Regions from separate parts of the Mus musculus genome. Here all the other regions are linked to region 2. Evidence: chromatin contacts called from public promoter capture Hi-C data. All regions are on one chromosome and are shown on one strand. The core of a region is the stretch at or near the end of the contact, and the rest is flanking DNA. Distances in the headings are between cores, read along the strand shown.

Region 1 (2,871 bases), core at 322-2,821, 220 kb before region 2:
CAGGCTGGGGATGTCTGGAGCTGTGGACCGTCGGCGCAAACCCAGGCGGCCAGAGCCGGGGCAGCCCTCGGGATGAGGACTAAGGCCGACCGGGGCTTGCATTAAGGCCAGTGGCGCTCCCTCCAGCACCTCCTGCGAACGCCACCGCCCACTCCCCGAAGACTGGGGTGAGTTTGGTCGAGCCATCAGAGCTCCTGCCCTAAGGCGTGCTGTCTCCTCCTCGGTCATGGTACCCAGAGCTAGGCTCATGCTCCGGCCCAACTCTGGTCTCTCATTGCCTTGTGCCCTATAACGGACCGAGCCCTTGCCAGCAGAGGCAAGCTCGCCTCCGTGGCCGTGGCCATGGCCGTGACCGTGACCGTGGCCGCCGGCAGCTCGCGCAAACCGTGCCAAAAGAGGGCGCGGTAAACGACGGGGACTGGGTCGTCGCCGCTCTGGGCTGGGCGCCGGGGCAGGGTGGCCAGGGGGACTGTCGGAGTTGGAACCCCGGGCCGCTGCCGCAGCGGCTGCCCGACCCCAAGGCCCGGTGAGGGCTTGCACACAGGTCCCGTGGCCGCGGGAGGCAGCCAGCTGCAGTGCGGTGAGGCCCGCCCGGTTGGTGCGGTCAAGGCGTAAGCCCAGGCGGCGGAAAGAGCGCACCAAGAACTCCAGCACCGCCCCGTGGCCGCACGCCGCCGCCCACATCACCGGGCTGTTGCCCGCCGAGTCCGTCGCCTCCGGATCGCCGCTGAACTGCACCAGGAGCTGCACGGCGTCTAAGTGGCCTCGCTCGCAGGCCAGGCTGAGTGCAGTGCGGCCCCGCTCGTCCCGCAGGTTCACGGCTGCACCTTGCTCCAGCAGCAGTCGCACGAAGCGCGAGCGCATCGCGGGGTCCGGCAGCCCCACGGCCACCATAAGCGGCGTCCGGCCCTGCTCTGCGCGGCAGTCGATGATGCTGCGGTCCAGCGCGTCCAGCACGAAACGGGCCAAGTGCACTTTGCCGGCCTGCATGGCCTCAAGGAAGGTGCGCGTCCCCGCTCGGGGACACAGGTCCTTGGGCTTGAGCATGGCTCCGGCCGCCGCGCCCCGGAAGTCCGACGCACGGGGGCGCCCCTGTTCCCTCACCCCACGGGGCTACGGCCCCGGCCCGGACACCGGTACCGCTCTTTCCAAGCGGCGTGTAGGTGGCTGCAACCAAGTGTCCTGCAGTTCCCGCTCAGGTCTCCCTACCGCTCGGCTGCCTCGCCGCTCCCAGGGCGTCTTGCTTTTCCTCCCTGGCCCCCCACGCCTGGAGGTGTGGGCTGCTGGCTGCTTCGACTCCCGCTCAAGCTCCAAGCTCGGCCTCCTCAACTCTTGGGCCCTCTTCCCTGTATCCGACGCCCCTTGGTCCCTCGTGGCTTGGAGCAACGCCACTCACCCGCACCCCGGGCAGCCCCTGCTCCCCTGTTGAGCGGGTGGCTCCCGCCTGGCGCGCCTGCCTCCTGCCTCGGCGGGGAGCGCCGCTCCTCCAGCTCCCAGAGCCTCTCCCCGCCTCCTCCTTTCTTGCGGGGGCCGGGACGCTTGCTTTTTTACTTGGGGGGCTCGGCGGCTCCTGAGGTGCCCGACGCCTAGATACCTGGCTTTATAGCTTCAGGGGTCTCCATGGCAATGGCTGCTCTGGAAGCAGACTGCACCTTCGGGGCAGAGACGGACAGGGCAAGGGAGACCGCCCCTGACCCCCACCCCTTCGTGGGCCACGAAGTTGGGGAGCGGCTCCTCCTCCGCGCTCCCCTGGGAATGCGGCGGCGGTTGCGGGGCGGGGGTGGAGGCTGCTCGCCGGGGGCCACATGCACCCGGCGGGGCCAATCCTAAAGTCTCAGTCATCTTTCCCCGCCCCCCGCCTCCGCCGGAATCGGTAGCCTCCGCTGCTTAGAAACTGGCGGGAGCTCCTGCCATCGGTTTTAGGTTAAAGGGACTGGGACCCCACGAGGACAGGACTGGACAGTGCACCAGCTTGAGGTGGGCAAGAGACAGAGGAAAAGTAATTTGGGGTATGAGGCATTTGTGCTCCGGACTGAGGGCGCTCAGTCTGGCTGATAACTGCCATCTAAAGTGCAGCGAATCACAGCCACACACAATTGTGCCTCCCGCACGCGCTCACTCAGAGAAGGGCGGGGGTGCATTCTCCAATCTCAGACGTCTCCAAACCTGACAGCGCGCCCGCGTGCCAGCTCCACGGTTGATCGGTCGCTGTGGAGCAAGTTGACTTAGACACTGGCCGCTCTGACCCAGGGCAGGTGCCTTAGGACCCGAGAGTATGCAGGCATTTGGACTTCCCAGGCACTACCTCCTATCTCCTCAAAGATGGGCTAGTTAGGGTCTAGGAAAGGACAAAAGACACAAGCAAGAATTCCCTGACAGGGCTGGGTTCTCTTGAGCACAAAACCATCTTTAGGCCACAGAGCGCTAGACCTGGCCCCTACAGAAAGGAGACAGCCTGAGATTTTTTTTTTTTTTCAATCAGATGTGTGGAAAACCTACTTCCTTTGGACAATCAGCTCATGGGCGCTAGAGACGGGGAATACTGAAGGCCTAGCAGAGTCTTACAATGAGTGCCCCACAAGCTCCCAGGACTAGAGAAAGGGCTTGAGAATAGTTGAAATGGAGTTTATTTGTAGAATAAGTGAAGAGCTAGGGACTTTTCGCAGCTGGTCGAGTATTTGCCCAGTATACACGAAACGATTGGTTTGATTCATTCCCAGGATGAAGCCAGGTGTGGTGCTATAAGCTAACAACCCAGCACTTGAGAGATGGAGGCAGGAGGCTCAGAAGTTCCAAGATCATCCTCAGCTACAGTTAGGTTGAGGCCAGCCTGGGCTACATGAGACCCTATGGTTGTGTTTCCAGCAATGG
Region 2 (2,872 bases), core at 327-2,826:
TGTGGTGTGGGATAGGACTGCATCAGTTTCAGGATTTGACTGGTGGACTAACATTGACCTCTTTAGAGCCCTCTCATTCTGGGATGCTGAGGTCCCCCCCACCTGCTAGCTAAGTCCAAATCTATGGTGGAAGAAAAGTGGTGATGAGATCAGAGCTTTCATCCCCATGACATGGGTAGGCTATCCCATGGTATGGACAGCCATCAGTGTGCTGCCCACGAGAGTTCTAAGAGGTGTCACTTTACAGACAAATGGAGCAGGCAATCCCACCACCAGAAATCTATACACTGCCTAGAAAGGGACAGCAGTGTAGTGAAGGGTCAGAAGTGGCCTGAGATGCACCCAGCATCCAACTTTAAAGCCACTGAACCTCCCAGTTCAGACATTTACCCCATGTTTTCTGTGTGGCTCTCTGAACAACAACAACACACACACACACACACACACACACACACACGTCACTTTATCCCTCAGACCCCCTCATCTGCCTAATCAGCTTCATAGTCTCACCATTCCCACCCAGTCCTTTCATCATCCTCTGGGCATAACCTGTACCAAAGTCAATTCTTCGTCCTCCCATCTAATGTGCTGTCATGACTAGGAATTGGGTCTGAAAGTCAGCCTTGGCTAGCCAGTGAAACCCATACCTAAACAACAACAACAACAAAACCTTCAGTCACAGCTACCCCAGAGTCCATACAATGTGAACAGCCACAGAATCTACTGTCAAGTGGCTGATGACTATAGGAAATAGTTAAAAACAAACAACAACAACAACAACAAAAAAACGTGATTTGTTCCCCAGTTCTGTTGTCTTAAGCCTTGTTGGGGCCCCACACGAAGTCAAGCTGTAGTGCTTAGGGACTAGTTGTATGCTGCTGTTCAAAGTACTCTGACCAATCTGTTGCCACTGGGTACATCTTGGCTCCAAGCAAAGAGGCCTTTCTGTGGTTGCTGCGTTGTACTTGTAGGTTGTCCTGAAGTATATATTGGCCATACGTGGTCCCGAGGTACTTGTCCATAGCCTCCGACCAGAGTGTCCCAGTTAGCCTACTGCTTCAGACTTGGCAGGGGAGATTCCTTTTACAGACAGATCAGCATTGCTCAGTAGATAAGCACTAGTCCCTAGGAATTACTAAAGCAAAATGTCACCATGGAGACATTAGCCAGAGCTTGACAGAGTGGCCCTGCCCTGGGCTGGGACTGGTACAAGCGGCTAAGGACCATGCTTCCGGTCAGGACAGATCTCCTTTATGTCTAGACCGACTGAGTGGTGGGTTGTCCTGCATTCAGGTCACAGCTGGAGGGACAGCGGTTCCAGAGCAGTTTAAAGCAGGATGGAGGGTGCAAATCTTAAATGGAGCACCAAGAGGACACGTGTTAAAGAGACACGGGATCTCAGTAGCTCCTGCTTTCCAGGTCTCATTTTGTCTGGAGTGGCCCAGGCTCATGAGTTCTCTCCCGGGCTAGGGTCCGCCTGCGGCCTCCCGCAACTAGCTCCTAGGACTCGGGCACCCGCCCCTCTCCCCGCCCCACAACGTGGGCCCGCCCTCGCGCCTGTATCAGGGAGGGGCGGGGAGAGAAGAGCGGCCGGGCGGGACATCCGGCCCTGGTCCCTGCCTGCACCCCGGGAGCTGGCCACCCACTATCCCTCCCCTCCCGAGACCTCCAGCCCCTGCTGCAGTCACCTCCCCTGCAGCCTCGAGGTCGGCGAGGTCTGGCCGCAGCACCATGTTTCCCCGCCCTCTGACCCCACTGGCTGCCCCGAAAAGCGCGGAGACCCTGGGCCGCACGCCAAGGCGGGCCCCATTGGGCCGGGCCCGGGCTGGGCTCGGGGGGCCGCCCCTGCTGCTGCCGTCCATGCTGATGTTCGCTGTAATCGTGGCCTCCAGCGGACTGCTGCTCATGATCGAGCGAGGCATCCTATCGGAGATGAAACCCCTTCCCCTGCACCCTCCCAGCCACAAAGGCGCGGCCTGGAGCGGGACAGATCCTAAGCCTAGAGGCCTATCCTTGGATGCTGGGGACTCGGACTTGCAAGTGAGGGAGGACATCCGAAACCGGACCTTGAGGGCCGTGTGCGGACAACCAGGCATGCCCCGGGACCCCTGGGACTTGCCGGTGGGACAGCGGCGCACCCTGCTGCGCCACATTCTCGTAAGTGACCGCTACCGCTTCCTCTACTGCTATGTCCCCAAAGTGGCCTGCTCTAACTGGAAACGTGTGCTGAAGGTGCTGGCTGGCATCCTGAACAACGTGGATGTCCGCCTCAAGATGGACCACCGCAGTGACTTGGTGTTTCTGGCAGACCTGCGGCCTGAGGAGATTCGCTACCGTCTGCAGCACTACTTCAAGTTCCTGTTTGTGCGAGACCCCTTGGAACGCCTCCTGTCTGCTTACCGTAACAAGTTTGGAGAGATCCGAGAGTACCAGCAGCGATATGGGGCCGAAATTGTCAGGCGCTACAGGGCTGGAGCTGGCCCCAGCCCTGCAGGGGACGATGTCACCTTCCCAGAGTTCCTGAGATACCTGGTGGATGAGGATCCTGAACATATGAATGAGCATTGGATGCCTGTGTACCACCTGTGCCAACCATGTGCTGTGCACTACGACTTCGTGGGTTCCTATGAGAGGCTGGAGGCTGATGCCAACCAGGTGCTGGAGTGGGTGCGGGCCCCACCCCATGTCCGGTTCCCAGCTCGCCAGGCCTGGTACCGGCCAGCCAGCCCAGAAAGTCTGCATTACCACTTGTGCAATGTTCCACGGGCCCTGCTTCAAGATGTGCTACCTAAGTATATCCTGGACTTCTCCCTCTTTGCTTACCCACTGCCCAATGTCACCAAGGAAGCCTGTCACCAATGACAGTAGGCCA
Region 3 (3,128 bases), core at 320-2,819, 200 kb before region 2:
GGCTTGGGACATTCTTGCTCATGCAAGTCAGAGTTCAGGGACCACACAGCACTCTGGGTTGGGGAAGGGAATTGGTCAACCAGACACACAGGTTGGAGAAAGAATCACATGCCTTATCCCTGATGACCTACAGCCCCCCTCAGGTTATACAGGCTTCCCAGAGGAACTGAGAGAGTCACTTCACTTTTCATTGTGAGTCATTTTCCTCCTTCCATAGACTCTGAGACACGCCACATCACCACCATGTCACCAGCATGCCACCACCATGCCACACCAACCAAAACTTCTAGAGACCAACTTCTAGAGAAACAGAAAGCATTTCATGCCAGGGCCCCATCCCCACAGTTTTGACAGCCAGATGCCTTAACGTAACAAAGCCCTGAAGGGTCTAGCTTCAGACTCCCCTCAGTTCATAGAGAAACTAGACTAGCCAATCCAGGGAGCTGAAGTAATTGTAGGTGACCTCCTAAATGTCATGCGCTGTTGAGAACATCAGGCCTTCCTGAGGCCAGGCTAGAGCACTCTTAAGGAGGCCTATCCCTCTCTGAGTGACAGTTCTCATTTTATTCTTCTTAGACCAAAAGATTCTATGGTTAGTGGCTGTGTCTTCAGCCCAGAAGGACCAGAGACGAGTTAGGAAGGCGCAGACTCTGGGCTGGGGTGCAGATGGTCTTCCCTCCCCGGCCGGATGACAGGTTGGCAGGTAATAGAAGGCTGAGCTGAGCTGAGCCACCATGGGGGAAGCAGAAGTCAGTAAGTTCCTTCTCAGACCCCAGTCTTTGAGCCTCCCGTTTTCAACTGGATCCACGGCCCTTTTGTAACTCTTGCCACAGTAGTAGCTTGAGATAGAATATGGCTTCCCTGGGACAGGACACAGTTTGTTCTGCACACTGGGATGGTGCAGCTGGTTATGGGCCTCCTGCCAGAGCAAATTTGGGGTGTCCGTGCTGGGAAGAGGACCTGACTGACCTCTCTTCCTGATCTCAGCTGAGGTGGGAGGAGAGGGACATGCATTCCCCCTACCAACACTGAAGTTACTAGAAACAAACCTTTATCATCTTCGGGGATTTGAAAAGGGCAAATCAGGTCCAAAGATTTCTGACTCTGACTCCCCCCCACACACACACACAAACACACATAGCCCCCTCTCTTATTCCCAAACACAGAGGCTTCCTTCCCTACAGCAGCCAGGAGCACCCACCCTCACCCCAGACTTGTTTATCTAGATAGACTGTTGTGACAGACACATAGGCGCCTGGGTGCTGGGAAGACATAAACCAACCCTCCGTTCTGCAAAGCTCCCAAGCAGCCCAGCCCCCACCGTCCCGGGGGCTGGGGATTTGAGGGGGGGGAGGCGAACCCTACTCACATCGTCCCACTTGATGAAGCGCTCCCCTTGGCTCAGATATGCCTTCACGTTAGGGGGCAATAGAACAGGGTTGAGCAAAGACATGATGTCAAGTGTCCCTCTTTGGAGAGGTTGGGCAAACCTCTCCAGGGGACAGGAGAAGAGAAGGAAGAAGGGTGAACAGGAGAGGAAGCTTAGGCTAGGCTCACATGGCACCCGCCCAGTACTGGTCCGGAAGTCGGGTGCTCTTATAGCCTGCGGGGTGGCAGTAGCTGGATGCAGGACTCAGAGCTTCAGGCCAGGGCCCAGTTGATCTGCCTTGTAAATCAGCCTCCTCCTCCTCCTCCTCCTGAAGCCGGGGGCTGCAGTAGCTGTTTTGCCCAAGGGGGCTGAGCTCCCCTCCTGGGAGTTCCTCCCCCACCCCCTGCCTCAGCACTTCCTGCTCTGGGCTTCCTTCTCTGGGCTGCTGTGAACTGAGGGGCGGGCTATGAGATCTAGAAATGTTGGGGCCAGGACCCCGTTACAAAGACAGGCTTTACTCAGATTTACACACCCCCCCCCCCCGCCAATGGAAGAAAGTGATATATCATGGAGGGGGGTGGGAGATACCATTCCTGAGCCTTGGGCTGAGGCAAGAACACAAACAGTTCTTTAGGAAAAGGGTCCTCCACAGAGCAGGGGTTCTGTCCTCAGAGGGCGGGATCTGGAAGTGGGAGTCAGGGATGGGCCGGGTCCCAGCTGGCACTGAGTGTTTTGAATAAGCAAAGTCTCTCGGACACCCAGCTCCTCTTTCTCAGTGCTTCCTCCCCATGAAAATGAGAGCCAGGTGAGGCAGTATGCCTCTCACCCATGACACTTCTCTGCATCTTTGAACCTTTCAATGAATACCTAAAAACTCCACTGCCCAGCAGCTGCCTCACAGCCTAAGAGGCCCTTTGCTGCCGCCAGCACTGGAGTGTTCCTTCATGCACTGTGTTGCCTCACACACAGATCCTGGAGGAGAGAGGTTCTGAGAGGCAGACCAGAGCCTGCTCTAGCCCCCTGTTCAGGGTTTAGCCCACTCTAACCCAGTTCGGTTCTAGGTGTTGTGATCCTTACATCGTCCATATCTATCCCAGAGGCTCAGTTCCAGCCCAGCTCAGGCCCCAGTCACTTCCTCTTACCTAATAATGCACTCTTATCAAATGGCTTAGCACCGTTGGGGAGGCTAGAAGCTTAACCCATGATTTCCTTCCCCTCTGAGGCCCTGGCCTTCTGCAACAGGTCCCATCAGGGGTCTGTGTGCCACCCCTGACAACTGTGAACTACCCTCTCCAGGCCCTGGAACTACTGGCTAGGAGCCAGTGCATGAGAGTAGGGGCGGGCAAGAGAGAACAGGTTTAGATGAACAGGTTAGTTAGGGTTAGTGAGAATCAAAAGGTAAACTGTGGGTCTCTGGCACTAGAGGGATGGGGTCAGGAGTTCAAGACTAGGCTACAAGAGAGCCTGCCCACCTCCCACCCCACCCCCAATAAAAGTAGTGAACTTCTCAAAGAAAGCTAGCTTAGAAATTAATTGTCCCCAGAAAAGCAATTCTAAGACCAGATCTGAATGAACGGCCTGGAAACCGGCTCCCAAACTCCTGCAGGTGACAGGTGTTCCAACCCCTCCCTCAGTGTCTCTCCTCAAGCCCTGCCTTCAGCCTTGGATCTCCCTGGGAGACTCCTGGGAGCCCCTGCACATCTGGCTGTCTCTGTGGGATCAGGTTTCCTGTCTGTTTGAATGAATTTTGCAAGGGAAA

What was found. Promoter capture Hi-C pulls out the DNA fragments that hold promoters and counts their contacts.
Region 1: a contact with region 2 is called in a promoter capture Hi-C map of embryonic stem cells. The contact joins the promoter of Ankrd63 here to the promoter of Chst14 in region 2. A contact is called at or near these places in 11 of 39 promoter capture datasets (the 3T3-L1 cell line, the C10 cell line, the HPC-7 cell line and 7 more), 1 of 484 Hi-C or Micro-C datasets (embryonic stem cells), 7 of 115 datasets of contacts at active chromatin or transcription factors (embryonic stem cells, epiblast stem cells, memory CD8 T cells and 2 more) and 2 of 9 other capture datasets (adipose tissue and liver).
Region 3: a promoter capture Hi-C map of embryonic stem cells shows a contact between it and region 2. The contact joins the promoter of Plcb2 here to the promoter of Chst14 in region 2. A contact is called at or near these places in 6 of 39 promoter capture datasets (the C10 cell line, the HPC-7 cell line, embryonic stem cells and 2 more), 4 of 115 datasets of contacts at active chromatin or transcription factors (embryonic stem cells, epiblast stem cells, memory CD8 T cells and 1 more) and 3 of 9 other capture datasets (adipose tissue, macrophages and pancreatic islet).

What each region holds. Positions count from the first base shown.
Region 1 is chr2:118,702,392-118,705,262 of GRCm38.p6, forward strand. It overlaps Ankrd63 (ankyrin repeat domain 63), which reads right to left and starts at 1,572. Exons shown (of 1, transcript NM_001081971.1): 1 at 1-1,572. The coding sequence starts at 1,047. It also overlaps a transcript of Plcb2 not described here.
Region 2 is chr2:118,924,921-118,927,792 of GRCm38.p6, forward strand. Chst14 (carbohydrate sulfotransferase 14) reads left to right here and starts at 1,577. Exons shown (of 1, transcript NM_028117.3): 1 at 1,577-2,872. The coding sequence starts at 1,732. The coding sequence ends at 2,862.
Region 3 is chr2:118,726,869-118,729,996 of GRCm38.p6, forward strand. It overlaps Plcb2 (phospholipase C, beta 2), which reads right to left and starts at 1,570. Exons shown (of 32, transcript NM_177568.2): 1 at 1,370-1,570. The coding sequence starts at 1,453.